2 separate regions of the Triticum aestivum genome follow, and region 2 is linked to region 1. Evidence: chromatin contacts called from public Hi-C data. All regions are on one chromosome and are shown on one strand. The core of a region is the stretch at or near the end of the contact, and the rest is flanking DNA. Distances in the headings are between cores, read along the strand shown.

Evidence for each region. Hi-C and Micro-C count contacts between places; a contact is called where the count stands out from the background.
Region 2: a Hi-C map of leaf shows a contact between it and region 1, with 4 times the contacts expected there. The contact joins the promoter of LOC123045360 here to the enhancer-like site in region 1. A contact is called at or near these places in 3 of 5 Hi-C or Micro-C datasets (leaf and an unstated tissue) and 1 of 1 datasets of contacts at active chromatin or transcription factors (leaf).

Annotation. Positions count from the first base shown.
Region 1 is chr2B:445,775,649-445,778,509 of IWGSC CS RefSeq v2.1, forward strand. No RefSeq gene overlaps it. Among protein-coding and RNA genes, the nearest start is that of LOC123045360, 140 kb to the right of the region's middle. Within about 2 kb of position 1,368, at least 6 of the 8 cell types and tissues checked have an H3K27ac peak or open chromatin away from gene starts, as enhancers often do. A contact at or near this core is called in leaf, where this site is marked.
Region 2 is chr2B:445,915,031-445,917,891 of IWGSC CS RefSeq v2.1, forward strand. LOC123045360 (probable BOI-related E3 ubiquitin-protein ligase 2) reads right to left here and starts at 1,486. Exons shown (of 2, transcript XM_044468389.1): 1 at 849-1,486; 2 at 1-750. The coding sequence starts at 1,295. The coding sequence ends at 223.

The sequences.
Region 1 (2,861 bases), core at 118-2,617:
CCATCGCGAATCGATGCTTGTGACATGGACGCGGGCCATGCGCGCGAGCACAAAGCAACCATCGTGTTCGTACGTCAAAGCCTTTAGCCACAACGAAGCGATTGATTCGATCCGATGGACAACCTCACCTCACTTCACCTCTCGAGGAGAAGCTTTCGTGTTCATGGTGCCGATCATGGCGCAAGCCGGCCGATAGCTGCATCATACGCCAAAGCGATTCCGTTCGGATAACTATTCGGACCCGTCCACCCATCGAACCAAAGAAATCGCGTGCTTTACCGTAGCCGGCCAGCTGATCGTCAATCTTCTTTTCTCCCGTCCCAAAGTGTCAAACCAAGAGAGAGTTTTTACGGTACCCTATACTGTTGATAGGCGAGGGAGCAGTATATTAAAATCGGGCCATTGATATTCTGGGGATAGGATAGACAGTTTTGGGATTTTGAAATTGAGGGCGATGGCAACTGTTATCAACCAGGAGTCCAGGACTCAACCATCACCCTCAATTTCAAAATCTCAGCCATGGCAGAGCCGCATGCTGACGCCTCAGGTCGTTCGGGAGAGACCTGCACCATGCTACTGACGGCCCAGTCCAGAAACATGGTGAAGAAAGGGGTTTCGGGTAGGCGAAAGAAGATGAGCACGACGGTGGCCGTCCACAATGAAGGGGTTGTGGGTGTGCCACGGCGGCTAGAGCCTTAGATACGCCGTTTGCCAGATAATGGCGACGGAAAAGAAAATTGCCACGCTCGCGCGGCGGCCGAAATCCTAGAAGGCGGGCAGGGGCGGCTGGCCGCCGTGGCCTCGTCTGCCCAACAAGGCCAGCGATCGTCGCGTACGAGCAGCATGCGCCGGAAGCGATCAGGTATCCGGAAGGTGTAGTCATCGGTGTGGAGGTCCTACGCCTTGCCGGCCCAACCGCCGTCCTCGTTGGGCGAGGCGGCGGCAGTCCCGTCCCCGGAGGGCGAGACGGCGGGGCTGAAATCGACGATGCGGGAAAGCCGGGGTGAGGTGTTGCGCGCTGCCGTAGCCCGGACCCAGAGGGGAGGTCGGCAGAGTACACGGGCCCACCACGCCGGCGTGGGGCATGGACCTCCATGGAGACGAAGACAAGGCGAGAATAGTCGCGGGTGAGCACCGGCCTGTCCCGCAGCGCGACGGGGGTCCTCCACGAGCTTCTCGTGCCAAGAGAAACAGGAGGAGGGATGGACGGAGGAGAGCAACGCGGTGTACATGGCGAGGCAGAGGGTGCTTACCCATGGCCCCGGAGATGTATACTGTATACTGGAGGACGGGAGCAAAGCAGTGCAAGCTATACCGCTCGCGGTTCCATTCGCAAATTGGAGCAGTACAGATCGCTCCTCTCCGTCAGATTTCACGAATGGACGGCCTATAATTGTCGCAGGGTACTATAAAAGAGCTCAACCGAGATGCCCCTGCCCAACACCGACCCAAGCAAAGCAACAACAATTATACTGAACCAACGCAACGCAACGCATCTTAAAGTGGTTATAAAGGTGGCGGGAGAATAATATATCTCGTGCTTGTGCCTAAACGAGAAGTACACTCAAGTGGCCAAAAGCATCTGTGCCTGGCTACCTACGGGGCCGGCACTTCAACCATACCATGAGAGGAACCTGCGCCGAGTTGTCTATTCCAGGTAGGAGTATCAAACAAAACAGTGCACTACCGCGCTTCTTGTGTTACCAGTACCAAAGGCCTTTTTCCGACTAGTGCACGAATCAGTTCACACATAAAAGCACCATCAACAACACTTGAAAAGACATAAGGCGAGAGATCTGTTGACATAACACCCCCTAGATCATGGTTAAGCAAAATAGCACCTTCTAGATTATACGTATAGAGTAGTTGATATGGTTGCGAGAATTCTATCTATTTATATGGCCATTTCCGGTGGTGGATTTAGCCCAATAGGCTAAGGTAGGCCAACAATAAAATTCATATAAATATCTTTATTTTTTTCCATCGCGAATCGATGCTTGTGACACGGACGCGGGCCAGGCGCGCCAGCATAAAGCAAATCATGTCGTCCACTATCCGTGTATCTCATATCCGGTACCTTATATTCATACTAAGCATGCAATATGAAACTAAACGACATAGATCATCGAACAGACATAGAATCAACATAGAAATGCATATTCCGATCACCAAAAAATCACCAACGGATCTCCAAAAGATCGTCAAAGTTCACATAATTCACATAGATGATGGACAAGTTTAAATTAGATTACTAAGAACTTGAAATTAAAGGGGGAGACGGCGAATCTTCACCACTTCCTCGCGGGGCCATTACCATTCCGGTCGCCGACGTAGCTGTAAGCGTCCGCAGCTGGTGGAGGGTCTTGGTCGTCCGAGGAGAAGGTGCAGCTGTCGTGGTCGTCGTCGCCGTCGTCGGGGTCGAAGTCAGAGAAGACAATGAGCCCCTTCATCCGACGAACCGTCCTGTCCTGCCCCCGCTTCAACTTGGCGACCCGAGCCTTCTACACCGTTGCCTCCTTCGCCTCGCGCTCCGACTGCTCAATAGCAGGCAGGAGCGCCTTTCCATTCTTCCGTCAAAGGCGGCGAGCGTCCGTCTCCGTCGTCATGAGGGACCAGCGGTTGCGAGGAGCCGTGCGTCCTTGTCGGGGTCCGCCTGAATCCCGCGGTGGCAACGCGTGGATTGCTCTGCCGCGTCCCTTACCCATGCATGTTGTCTCTCGCGGCGCGCGCAGGCACTAGCACCCACCGCTGCACGCATGGAGGAGCGTGGCGGGGGAAGAAAACGACGCGGCGGCGATGCGGACTGCGATGTCCTGGCGGGCTGGGAGGGTCTAGCTACGGCGTCCGTGCTGCGGTGATGC
Region 2 (2,861 bases), core at 236-2,735, 140 kb after region 1:
AGGCAACCTACCAATAAACAAAAAACTAGTCTAGGAGTACATGCAAATTCCAACATTTGGAGTTTCATGGCCTGATCACGTGACGCTTGTGCAACACTACTCAAGCCCACATGCAGCGAAAACAAAAACAAATATTGCAGAACACGACACCGACGACGAGCTCGGCCGCGCGACGTACGTCCACCGTCGGCCCAACGGGCTGCATGGCTTGGAGTTGGATGGTCAAGATAGGAGGACATGGAGCGAGGCGTTCTTGGTGGCCGCGCACACGGGGCAGGTGTCCACGGAGGGCTCGCACGCACCGCACAGGGACAGGTGCCGGCACGGGAGGAGCAGAACGCAGGCGTCCCCTTGGCCGCAGGCCTTGCACGACGGAGCCGCCGTGACTGCCTTGGACGCCGCGTCGTCGGCGTTGTCGCCCGCTGGGGTCTCGAAGCAGCAAGACTGCGCGTCGTCGGCATCACCCTCACCAGCCCCGGCGACGGCGCAGGGGGGCTGAAGCAGCTGGTCCAGCGTGCCGCGGAGGCCGGCGGCGACGGCCTCGTGGCTCTTGGCGACGCCAAGCCACGCCTGGCCCTCTGCGGTCATCTGCCTGAGCCTCTCCTCCAGTTCGCCGTTGCGGTATCGCGCGCGCTCCAGTTCAGCCTCTACGGCCTGAAGCCGCCCCGCCGCAGCGCGCTCCACAGTAGCCATCACTGCCCTCGCGTGTCGCCGGCGCGCCTCCTCAAGCCCCGCGCGAATTCTCTCGGTCTGCACAACAGACGTAGACAAGCAAGTGAGATACCGTTCGACCAAACCGATCGTCAACCCGACTCCAATCGCGAAGAAAAAGAGGCACGCGGGCATACCTCGAGCCGGATGAGCGCGTCCATCTCCACGCCCTGGTTGTAGAGCAGCGTGTTGAGGCCCGCGGCATTGGCCACCCTCCCGCTGGTGGAGGCCGCGCCGGAGCCGACCGCCCTGCTCTGCGCATCGCAAGGCAGCATGAGCCCGTGCATCGCCGCCGCCTGCTGCAGAACCAAGCGCTGCCGGGCAAGGTCGGCGAGGCCCGCCGGCTCGTCCCCGGCCATGCGCGCCCGCTTCCTCGGCGCGAATCCGCAGTTGTCGTTGCATGTGAGCTCGCTTCGCGGGAGATCGCTGAGCACAGTGTTGTTCCCAATACACGGCACCGCTGGCGCGCACCCGGCGTGCTCGTCCAGGAACTGGGAGTTACCCGGCGCCGCGGCGTCCGTGGACCTGTAGGCGTTGAGGTCGTGGGGGAAGGCGTGGGAGAGGAACCGCGCCTGGACAGCCATTGCCGCCACAGCAGCACCGCTATGTATCTTGTCTGGGAGAGGAGTTGGGTGACGGAGAGGGCGAGGCGGAGAAGGCAAGGTGTCCGACGCAAAGGACGACGACGATGCGTGAGGAGTTGGGTGGGGGAGCGGAAACGGCTGGGGAGTTGTGATGGATAGAAAGAGAGATGGACGAGGAGGAGGCGTGGAGGAGGGGGGCGGTTATATATACGGCGTGGGTGCGGGGAAGACACGTTGGGTTGGGTGTGTGTGGGGGGCCTGCAAGGGGACAAAAGCTGTCTGCCTCTTGTTTATTTTGACGGGGAAGGGAGGCAGCCAAAGCGGATGGGTTGGACGGATGCGATGCGATGCCATATCTCCCTATCTTTTCCGCGCCTGCCTTTAATAATGCCTATCGTTTACGGTGTGGAATGCTTTTCCTCTTTCCTGCTCTCTTTTTCCTGCCCCGTTTTTTGTTGCCTGCCTGCTGTGGCCATTGATTCGTCGTGGAGAGTGATGTGAGATGCGGGGGAGGACAGTGGTGGTCCGGGCGGAGGTGGGGGTTGCATGATGATAATAAAGGTGGGCCACTCCTCTGCTCTCGGTGCTTTGACGTTTTCCTTTCCTTTCTCCCTCATTTCCTATGGCTACGCTGCTTCTGCAATTTACGATACGGCCTACAAGCATTTAGTAATAGCTACAGTAATGTACAGCTCTACAATATACGTACGTTTCAGAAAAAAATACGACTATAATTTTCTTATGAAAGCCGACTGTAATTTACTCTACAATACTACAGCGTGGCTTTGTGTGGTTCGTCAAGCAGGCACCGGGACGTGTCATACACGCAAATTTCAACTGGATCTTTTCGAAAATAAACTGGAATTTATAGCAGCTCACCTGAAAGAAATGTTTATCAATTCAGCTCTACTAGTACTAAATGTTGAGTAGAGTATTTTTAGATACGGATCAGTTTCAACGGCACAGGCCACGGAGATGCGAGAATTAAGGTGCAGACGCCCCCACCCACACACAACCTACCGTCGTACCAGTGGCGTGTCATTGAATGCCGGGCCGCATTATTATTCATGCCTCGTCTCGTCGGTCACAGGTTTGAATACGCCCCCCGAAACGTCAAGTGCGTGACCGTGATGCTCCCCCACAACCGGATCTAGAAATTCCCACACCAAACCAAACCAAACCGCAGTTAGATGCGCGAATCACGGCCACCAGTAATTAATCCCGGACCCATGCCATGCACAAATCACCAGGGCCGCTGGCCTGGCCACATTTACTACAGTACGTCTCATCCATCTATCTCGCGTGTGGTGGTGCAGTCCGTTTGTCGTCCTTGCTCCCAGGCCTTGAAGGCTCGTGCTCGTACCGACCAGCCCCGTCGGTCCGTCCTCGTTGGCACGGCCTGAGTCCGACCAGGCCAGGCGGGGGCGGGCGGGCTGGACCAGGCACGCATGCATGCCTTGCCTGCACTGCAACCACCCCACACCACGCAAGGAACACCAGGCCAATGCACCTGCCACCGCTGCTGCGCGCGGCCGTGTCCGCACCGCACCGCACCGCACGCATTAA